Regions from separate parts of the Mus musculus genome. Here region 1 is linked to region 2. The links are chromatin contacts, called in public Hi-C maps. All regions are on one chromosome and are shown on one strand. The core of a region is the stretch at or near the end of the contact, and the rest is flanking DNA. Distances in the headings are between cores, read along the strand shown.

Region 1 (5,435 bases), core at 1,484-3,983, 810 kb after region 2:
AGATTTATTTATTTATTATATGTAAGTACATTGTAGCTGTCTTCAGATGCACCAGAAGAGTGCATCAGATCTCATTACAGGTGGTTGTGAGTCATCTTGTGGTTGCTGGGATTTGAACTTAGGACCTTTGGACGAGCAGTTACTGCTCTTAACCTCTGAGCCATCTCTCCAGCCAACTAAGCTATTTCTACATGTCTAAAAGGCCAGTTTGGTTTTTTGTTGTTGTTGTTGTTTTTTAATTTTTTAAATTTTTTTTTGGTTTTTCGAGACAGGTTTTCTCTGTATAGCCCTGGCTGTCCTGGAACTCACTTTGTAGACCAGGCTGGCCTCGAACTCAGAAATTTGCCTGCCTCTGCCTCCCAAGTGCTGGGATTAAAGGCATGTGCCACCACGCCCAGCTTGGACAACTCTTACACTTGAATGTTAGCAGTCCTAATTCACTTGGGCACTGGGACATTATTAATTATTAAAGATTTACTTATTTATTCTATATAAGTACACTATAGCTGTCTTCAGACACACCAGAAGAGGGCACCAGATCTCATTACAGATGGTTGTGAGCTACCATGTGGTTGCTGGGAATTGAACTAATGACCTCTGGAAGAACAGTCAGTGCTCTTAACTGCTGAGCCATCTCTCCAGCCCCTACATGTTCTTTATTATATATTATGGGCTCAAGATGGACTGAGTTTCAACTCCAAATTCTGCCACTTGCTGCTGAGTGATGCTGTAATAGTGACTCTCTGCAGTATGGTTGTGAGGGTTACTTTATGTATTAGCAATGTTTAGGGTCTAGAACATGTCAAAGATGACCTCTACTGAAAGTCCATGTTAGGTCATGAAGAGCAAACAAGACTTACAAGGACCAATATGCATGCCCGGGAAGAGTAAAGGACCTCAACAATTAGAGTGAATGACAGGGCTGGGGAGGATGGCTCAGTAGGTAAGGCGCCTGCCTGGCTGGCAAGTGTGATGATGTGAGTTCAGATCCCCAGGACCCACAGAAACCTTGGCGCCTGCTCCAGCAGCCCCAGGCCTGGGGTAGAAGTGGTGGAAGGAGAGGTGAAGGAAGAGAAAGAGGAGGAGGAGGAGGAGAGATGTCTAAGCTTCCAAATAGCTCAGGGTTCTATTCCTAGCACCTACAACAGTAGCCCCAAAACATGTGTAATTCCAGTTTCAAGAGATCCACTGGCCTCTTTTGGCCTCTGAGGGCACCAAGCACGAATGCAGTACACAGACAGAAGTGCACAGTAAACACCCATACACATAAAAGTAAAATTAAAATTAGGAAATAAGCAGAGCCGGGCAGTGGTGGCGCACACCTTTAATCCCAGCACTTGGAAGGCAGAGCAAGGCGGATCTCTGAGTTCAAGGGCCAGCCTGGTCTACAGAGTGAGTTCCAGGGCAGCCAGGGCTACACAGAGAAACCCTTTCTCAAAAAACAACCAACCAAACAAACAAACAAACAAAGAAATCAGTAGAAAGCAACAGGTTAAAAGATAACCTAAGTCTACCTTTAGCATGTGTAAACACCCACGCTAATACGTACACACAGACCACACACACAAATAAAGACTTAACAAAAGCCCAGTAACTAAGTATAACTTTTTATTGGAGAAAAATGTAATAAAAGACAGACACAATGATACAGACTCTGATCCCAGAAGAAACAACACATTGACACAGGTTAGATCAAAGAAAGCCATTAGGAAACCGACGAATGAGAAGCCTTTCCTAGCTTCTTTATAAAGATTCATTAGTGTTAGGATTCATTATAAACTAAGGTTTAATGAACCAAGTTTTTAAAACGGAAGATTGGGCCTTAGTCCTGCCAAACATCCGTTAAATCCGAATTTGTTCGGAGCACAACTGAGTTGAGTGAAGGAAGATCTGGGATCCTACACTAAATGCTGAATCTTGAAAATAAAAATGTAAACATTCTAATTTAACGAATTAGCTAATTGAATTTTACTGCGACTACTGGCTGCTTTCCAGCAAGTGTATGAGTGAGATACAAATTTACTTCATAGTAAATTCGAATGTATACGCAAGCCAAGCCTCATTTACTGAGGGGTCAGGACTGCCACAGTTTCCCTGAAAGGAAGAAAGCATCCCTTTCTACTTCAAACCAAAACACTAAAGGCCCTGGAACCCTTGGGAAGGCCGTGAAGACTGTTTCCCGTGCCTTGTCCCTTGGCTGAGTCTTGAGGAATCAGCTATCTACCTGTTATAGACAGTTTTTATCAATTTGACCCAAATTTAGCCATACCCTGCAAAAGAGAAACTCAATTTTAAAATTACTGGCCTGTGAGCATGTCTGTGGGACATTTGCTTAATTGCTAATCCCCGTAGAAGAGCCCAGACCACCAGAGACAGTAACATCTTTGGGCAGGTGGGCTTGGGTTATATAAGAAAGGTATGAACTGAGCAAGCCAGAGGGGAAAGACCAGTACACAGGTTTGTATTTCAGTTCCGGCCTCCAGGTTCTCCTGCCTTGGCTTCCCTCAGAAGTCAAGGTGCTGATTACAGCAATGGAAAAGCAAGCTAGAACACTAGCTATCTCCCTCTCTGGACTTGGTTGAGAAATTTTACGACAGCCCTTAGCAACACGGCTGGCAAATGACTTTTACATGACAGGAATAAAAAGCCAGTCTTCACAAAGTCCAGTAACGGTCAACAAGAGACACTCCTCGCAAGCCGAAGATGAACCTGGCGTGTACAGCAGATGACCAACAGTGACGTCATTCACAGCTGCTCTGGTTCAAGTCTAGCAGCCAGAGCCCAGCACTGTGATTGCTGAGTCTTGCCTTCTGGTCCACATTTAGAGGGGAAACAGTGCCTCCCAGAGGCCAACATGAAAGAGCAGCAGTCAACGTAAGACAAATGGCAGGAGAGGGAACAGACATCTGCCAGAATGGAATCACTTAATATTATGGTCCAGGTTATGCCCTCCATGGGGATGGTCTCCCATCCTAGTACTAACTAAGCCGGAGCCTGCCTAGCTTCCAAGATCATATGTGATTGGGCATGCTCGGGTGGACACAAGCACAGACTGTGGGAATCATTTCTACAAAGTTGAAGCGTGTCGTTTCATTTTTATTTAAAATGTGAAGGTTCCTTTTTACTGTTCACTCTTTCTTTTGTCAGTGTCATCTGTCCCATGGGCTTCCAACCTATTAGTCACAATGTACTGCAGTTCTGTCACCTCACCCTGGATTCGAACTTGAGGAAAAAACAAATCAGCTCTGATGACCTCTGGCTTCAGTTTTAAGCTAAAAGTAGCTGAGGTAGTCTGTATGGGAAAGTAAAAGCAAAGCTGTATTGAACATCTCAGCATATGCTGGCCTTGGGCTAAGTGTGATGCACAGCCTGCTACTTCTCTTTTAAGACAGCTTATATGAATGACAGCTCAAAAGAGCTGGTCTGGGCTAAGCTTTAGGCCACTGGAAAACCCAACTTGAGAGACCAAGAGGGCAGGAAGTCAGTCTCAATCTCTCCTTGTTCCCAAGGGTTCTGGCATGGTCACTTAGCTCTGAGACACTATAGAGACAACTGAGGAAATTCTCTGTCTAGGTGGATCCCTGATCCTACTGGTTAGTTCTCCCATTTCACAAAGATGATAGTTTAGCTGGGAAAGTAAGTGAAGTGAAGATGGTCATTGGAAGCAGCCAATAACTAGAGGCTGAAGTGGAAAAGCAAGGGGGTGGGGAACAGGGTGCAGGCCAGATGGAGAAATCCCCCATCAAACCTTGGTCCTTGTGCTCTGTCACCTGTCACAGTTACTTACTGCCCTTCTTCAATCATTTCCTTCTCCATGAAAAGGGCTGAGGGCTACAGACACAGCTCACTGGTATAGTAATTGCCTGGGATGTGGGAAGCACATGTTTGATCCTCAGTTCCCAGAAAACAACATGTCAAAGATGAAGCCAGACATAGTGGCTCATAATTATCATTCCAGCACTTAGGAAGCTGACACATGAGGATTATCACAATCTTAAGGCCTACAAAAGAATTCCCATCCAGGCTGGACCACAGTGACACCTTGTCTCAAAACACAAAGAAATAGACAGAAAAGGAGAAAGCAGGTAAGTTGGGGCAGCTGAGGGAGGCAGTCTACATGAAGAGCTCAGGACAGAAGTCAGGAGTAACTAGAAATGATACCAATTAGTACTGCATTCACATAAAACTGATGAGTCCAAAACATGTTCACTGTACGATAGATACATCAGATTAGGGCTGGACAGAAGGCTCAGCGGTTAAGAGCACGGACTGCTCTTCCAGAGGTTCTGAGTTCAATTCCCAGCAACCACATGGTGGCTCACAATCATCTATAATGAGATCTGGTGCCCTCTTCTGGTGTGCAGGCATAAATGCATACAGAACATTGTATACACTATAAATAAATAAATCTTTTTTTTAAAAAATCTAAAGATAGATTAGACTAAAAATCCTCAGATCTTTACATTCAAAAACTAACAGAGGAAATGATAGCAGGGCTTATGATTGGACCCAGATTGCCAGGAGGATGGGGCTGAGTTCACAGGGAGCTGAGCTCTGAGCCACTGCTGAGCTTGGAGTGGGGCCTACATAGGCAAAGCAACTGTAGGCTTTATAGTAGAGAGGCCAAGAGTCCAGAGAAAGCTGATCACGGAGAGAGAAATAGCATTGGATTAAGCAAAAGACTAGGAAACTACACACAGACAGACATGCAGGCACTTGCACATGCTCCCACTTCCCGTACATACTACAGAACCCAAAGGCTGCCATGAGCACTTCCTGACTACATCCCTGAAGATGTCCCAATATGTCACAGTCGCCCCTTCTTTGACTTGAAGGTCCCTCTCGATGCTGTTTCTTCCAACAGGACAGACACCCAAGCCTCACAGAACTACTTCACAAGAGAAGAAGTGTCAGAAAGCCAGGATGGACGCCTGACTGAATATGGAGACGCATGCAGAAAAGTCTGCAGAGCCCTGATCCTTTTAAGAGGGTCAGAGGTGCCGGGGCGTGGTGGTGCACGCCTTTAATCCCAACAACTCTGGAGGCAGAGGCAGGTGGATTTCTGAGTTCGAGGCCAGCCTGGCCTACAAAGTGAGTTCCAGGACAGCCAGGGCTATACAGAGAAACCCTGTCTCGGGGGAAAAAAAAAAGAGGGTCAGAGGTGTTTTCCAGTTAAACGGTTGTTTCAAATGAGAATGAGGGGCTGGAATATTTGCTGTTTGTCCAGAGGACCAACCTTTGGTCCCCAGCATCCACAGCATGTGGCTCACAACCATCCAAGGCATCCATTGTCCTCTTCTGTATACATGCTGTAGTCACTCACACATACACATAAACAAAAAAATAATCTTAGCCAGACATGGCTGCATATGCCTCTACTCCTAGCACTTGTCAGGAAGCCTGGCCTACATAGCAAGTTCCAGGAGATCATGGGC
Region 2 (4,983 bases), core at 1,063-3,562:
AAAGAAGAGCATATAGATAAGAAAGAGCATAGCTCTGCATCATAAGTAGTATTTTTATACAAGTTTCTTTTCAAAAAATTGTATTGCATTTTCTGTGTGTATGTGTGTGTGTGTGTGTGTGTGTGTGTGTATGTGTATGTGTATTCATATTCATCATGTGTCCTGAGGCTCATGTGAAAATCAAGATGCTTGTAGGCATCAGCACTCGCCTTCCACCACTTTGGTCTCAGGGACTGAACTCGGGTTGTCCGGTCAGGCTGGGTGGCACGCAGCCTGACCACTGAGCCATCTCACCAGCCCACATGAGCTTCTCTTAAAGGAAAAGGGCGCAATAGTGATTATGTCAGCCCTCTGTTTGCAGAAGATCTCTTACTTTAAAGCAAACATAAACCAAATGCCAAGTGTGTCCTGTAGTTAGGAAGAGACCAGGCAGTTTGCAGGTCAGAGCATACAGAATCCCTCATTCCACGGGGCCCTGGGAAACCGTGGCCACAGGGATGTGTGTAAGGGGGAGGTGTAGTGGCAGCGTGAAAGGGATTATGTCTTGTATCTCACATCACAAACTAAGCGAATGTGACCCGGTGACACTACAGAACTCCTGCCTCAGATCTGGCTGACCGAAGGGAAAAGCCAGCTTCAAAGAGCAGCAGAGATCTGTTTTCTTGGTCCTTTGCAGAGGATGATAGATGAATGACTATGATCCTTTAATCCATGTCCTGTATAGCAAAGGTCTAACCCAAACCTCTAAATCTAAAGGCGCACTTGCTCCCTTCTTTCTGCCCAGTTTCATTGGACTAGGCTATGCTTGCTTTTTTCCCTGTTCAGCTAAGTGAAGCCCTTACTCCACTTCCAGGCTGTTGTGGAGCCTTTCTCCCAAGCAGTTCTGTCCCTTGCTACATGCGCTAACCTAACACACCTCAGTGTGACTGGCGCGTGCGCGTGCGCGTGCGCGTGCGCGTGCGCGTGCGCGTGTGTGTGTGTGTGTGTGTGTGTGTGTGTGTGTGTGTGCCTGCCTTGCTATCTCTCTAATTCCACTGTGCACCCACAGAGCCCGCCGCAAAACAATAGTGCTCAGTAAGCATTAGTGGACTGAGAGGCTAGGGAAGGAAAAGGGGAAGTGAGAAGGGCAGGGTGGAGAGAAGGAAATAGGGAGGGAAGAATGGGAAAGGGAAACAAGGAAACTAGAAATGTCCCCCTGAAACCACAGTCAGTGCAACTTCCTTCCACCCGGAGGGGGGTGAATGGGACAATGAATGGTGCCTACCAGCTAACTCTATATCAAAAATAAAGAAGATATTAGCAAATCTATTCCCTTACATCCTTGAGGTTTTTCAAAAAAAATTTTATAAACATTTTTTTAAATTTTTTGCAAACAAATCACCTTTTATTGGAGGGAATTAGAAATTGAAATGCATGCAGAACAAAGGTAGCAAGCAGCCTGGGCAATGGCCATGCCCCACTGCCATTGTTGCCATCCCCATGGAGGCCTGGGTGGGGGTGGGGATGGGGGATGGGGGATGGGGATGGGAGTCGGGTAGGAGGCAATGCAGATCTATGCAAGGCAGAGTGGGAAATAAAGTAACAGGCAGGAAGCTATTCTTTCTCTTTGACTTCTAAGGGATAAATGCAGTTTGATAACTCATTAAAAAACACACAGCTCCCAGACTTTCAATTGAGTACTGGAAAACACATTCTGACACTCAAACCGTATTTCACATGGGTCACGTGCTACAACTGACTTTAGCTGTAATGTTGGAAAATCTGCAGCTATATTGAGTAAATTCCTGGGTTCACTTCTAGAAAAGCATTCAGTCATCAGTCCTGAGGACTGTGCCTCCCGTCATCAAATCCTCGCCCACAGCCAGAGTACCTGACATAGCCCAAGAGACGAGCTGATGCTTCCTGAATGAATGTCTGCACATTGCTGCCTTTCCATTAACAGAAGATGAAGCAATATAGATAAGTAGCCCTGCTCTCCTGACGGGTGAGATGCACCCGCTGACTCATGAGCATCCGTGACTCCTTGGTGGACACCAGATGCTGAGCTGTTCTCGGCAACGTTGTTTATTATGCTTTCATATTAGGAAGTTAAAACAGCAAAAGAATATTAATATAATAAGCCTTGGACATGAGAGTTAAGCCCACGCACAATTTAGTGCTTGTTAACAGCCTGTGACGAAGGCAGAAATCATCAAAAAAGGCAAGTCATTAGGTTGAGAGTGTAATTGTCAACAGAAATACTATCTCCTCATCTGCTGGGCATTAGTCAGCGGAGGGACCTCAGCAGTAACATTCATCTTCAGAGGTCATGCTAATGTTCTGGGGGAGGGCAGATCTCCAACTCAACCTCTCCTCCCCTCTGCTCCCCACACAACCTAACATCATTTTTACTAAAGAAATAACAGGCTTTGGGGAATTATACCCTGCCCTGCGGCCTATAAATGCCCAGCTACAACTTCTTGATTCTTTCCTTTCTCTCCTCCCCGGTCCCTGAGGAAGGTGAGTCTCTCTATCCCTGAGCCACATTTGGATGACACCCCCCCTCCCGCCCCCAGTTGTCTTCCTGTTCACACCCAGGCCTTCTGGTTCAAACAGGTTCACCTCCCAGCAATGCCCGGGCACTTGCCATCCTTACAGCTCCCTGGCCCCGCCCTCTTCCATGGTTCTTCCCTTTCTCAGACTTTCCAGAAGAGAAGTTAACTCTCTCCCCGCCCTCTTAGATCACCCCTCAGGTAGTGAGTGGCCCTCTGCCCTTGAACTTACCCATTCACTAAATGCTACAATGACTGACACTGTTGAAAGCTTGCAAGCCTGTTGGCCACTGAACTAGTCACTCCAGATCTCATTCTGGGTGTGACTCCGCTCAGCTACAGACCCTGCTTTCTCTCTGCATAGCCCCATTGGGCAGAGGTCCAACTCAACTCAACGTCGCTCTCTCACTCTGCTCGGAGACAATGACTGTTCTCATGTGTGTGTGTGTGTGTTTGTGTGTGTGTGTGTGTGTGTGTGTGTGTGTGTGTGTGTGTGTGTGTGTTTTAAATCTGTTTATGTCTGGAAAAACCCATGAGGAAATGTGATACTCAATAAAGATAATGATAAAGATATTTTAAAATGAGAGTTTGAAGAGAGGTACCCCATGGGTAGATAAAGTTTTTCCCAAAGTCATAGGTTACTAAAGGAGTTTACCAGTGTCTGGGTCCTTGTGAGTTGTTAGCCAGGGAGGCCATTGAGTTACACAAACAATACAATCAATTGCCATTGCTGTTAGATGATCATCAGAAGAGACACTAAGAACCTAATATTGAAGAGGCAAAATGCCTTGCTTGGTCAAGGGATATAGAAATATCAACCTCTATTTGTCTGGGAGCCTCCTTCTTGCTGGCTAGCTTAGATAGTTCCAGACGGTGCTATACTGGCTGCTGGGGAGAACAAATATCAACAGACTTAACTTTGCTGTGGACCCTGTTTGCAACCATACACATTGGCACAATAATGGGATCCCTGTTATAGTGAAAAGCCATCCACTTTCTTTTTTTTATTATTATGTATTTTCCTCAATTACATTTCCAATGCTATCCCAAAAGTCCCCCATACCCTCCCCGCCATCCACTTTGTAATTGGATTTGATTCCTGTTCCTCTAGAGGGAATGCACACATAGAACTATAAACCTAATTAAATGCTGATGAGGACACAGACACTACAGGGGAAGCTACAGCCTTACCTTTTGCTAGACGGACATGACATGTCTGTTAATCTGCCCTCTAAATAACTGTGCAGGCTCACAGGTGAGTACTGCTGTCAGCTTTTGTCAGAGAAACTTCTCTTTGTCGTGCTCAGTGATGATTGCAAAGATCCGTAAGTGGCCAAAGTACTGGGAATAAATGATTATTGGATGTCTAGACAAAAAAGGAGCAACTGTACAACCCCCAACAAGGCTCAGAGAATATTACAGAATGAGCTGAACGAATGAAAGAGCAGAGGGGTTTATGGAATTCTGACTTCTGCTCAGGACGTGACTTTTGCCCTACTTTTTAGAAGATTTATATTATTTTTAATTATGTGTATCAGGGTATATGGGTGTGAGTATGTGAATGCAGGTTCTTACAAAGGCCAGAAGAGTGCTTTGGACACTGGAGCTGGAGTTATAGGTGGATGCAACTCAGCCAACATGGGTGCAAAGAACCGAAGTTGGATTTTCTGTACGCTAGTGGCTGTTTTTTACTGCTGGAAACTGCTGGATCATCTCTCCAGGCCCATCTCAACTGCAATTGCCTGTGTAAGATCGGCCCAAGATGGAGCCTGTTAGCAGTTTGTCTTGGAAGAGGTAAGGGCTGACAGGGCCTCACCTGCTCCTGAGGATTCATCATGGTCAATGGTTGATACAGAGAAAAGAATATTTTCTTCAGTGGTGTAGTCACAGGAAGTTGTCTAGGTTCCTGAAAATCAAGCATCACCCATGCTCTGATAAACCATCCTAATAAAGCATGCAAAGAAGACAGGAAAGATGGGGGGCACCTGCTTGGGAAGAAGGAGGAGCGACAGACACAGTCAGGAATAAGAGAGAGAAGCTGGGACAGACTTGATCAAAATAAATTACATACATGTATAAATACATCATAATGAAACTCATTTTAACGCATCATTAATAGATACTAATGCAAACATTGACAGGGATTGGAAGATGGTTCAGGGGTGAGAGTGCTTGCTGCACGTGCATGAGGACCTATGTTCCCATCCCCAGTAGCCAGCCACGTCAAAACCCAGGCATGGCTATGTTCTGCTATAATCCCAGCACCTAGGGAGAGGAAGGCAGGAAGAGAGATGAAGCTTTGCAGAGAGAAATAGAGAGAATCCCATACCTTACCCTGTCCTCCACACGTGTGCAGGTGTGGGCTCTTGTGTTCCCACATGCACAAACACTCTAACTCCATACACATAGAAAAGCATTTCTAAAAGTCAATTTAGTCTTTTTTCCAATGTAG

The links. Hi-C and Micro-C count contacts between places; a contact is called where the count stands out from the background.
Region 1: a contact with region 2 is called in a Hi-C map of the N1E-115 cell line, with 12 times the contacts expected there. The contact joins two enhancer-like sites. A contact is called at or near these places in 1 of 15 datasets of contacts at CTCF or cohesin (pro-B cells), 4 of 484 Hi-C or Micro-C datasets (the G1E-ER4 cell line, the N1E-115 cell line, the STO cell line and 1 more) and 1 of 115 datasets of contacts at active chromatin or transcription factors (the NIH/3T3 cell line).

What each region holds. Positions count from the first base shown.
Region 1 is chr5:92,115,243-92,120,677 of GRCm38.p6, forward strand. It overlaps a transcript of G3bp2 not described here. Among named protein-coding and RNA genes, the nearest start is that of Uso1, 20 kb to the right of the region's middle. Within about 2 kb of position 2,734, at least 76 of the 459 cell types and tissues checked have an H3K27ac peak or open chromatin away from gene starts, as enhancers often do. A contact at or near this core is called in the N1E-115 cell line, where this site is marked.
Region 2 is chr5:91,301,184-91,306,166 of GRCm38.p6, forward strand. No RefSeq gene overlaps it. Among named protein-coding and RNA genes, the nearest start is that of Gm19619, 21 kb to the left of the region's middle. Within about 2 kb of position 2,313, at least 26 of the 459 cell types and tissues checked have an H3K27ac peak or open chromatin away from gene starts, as enhancers often do. A contact at or near this core is called in the N1E-115 cell line, where this site is marked.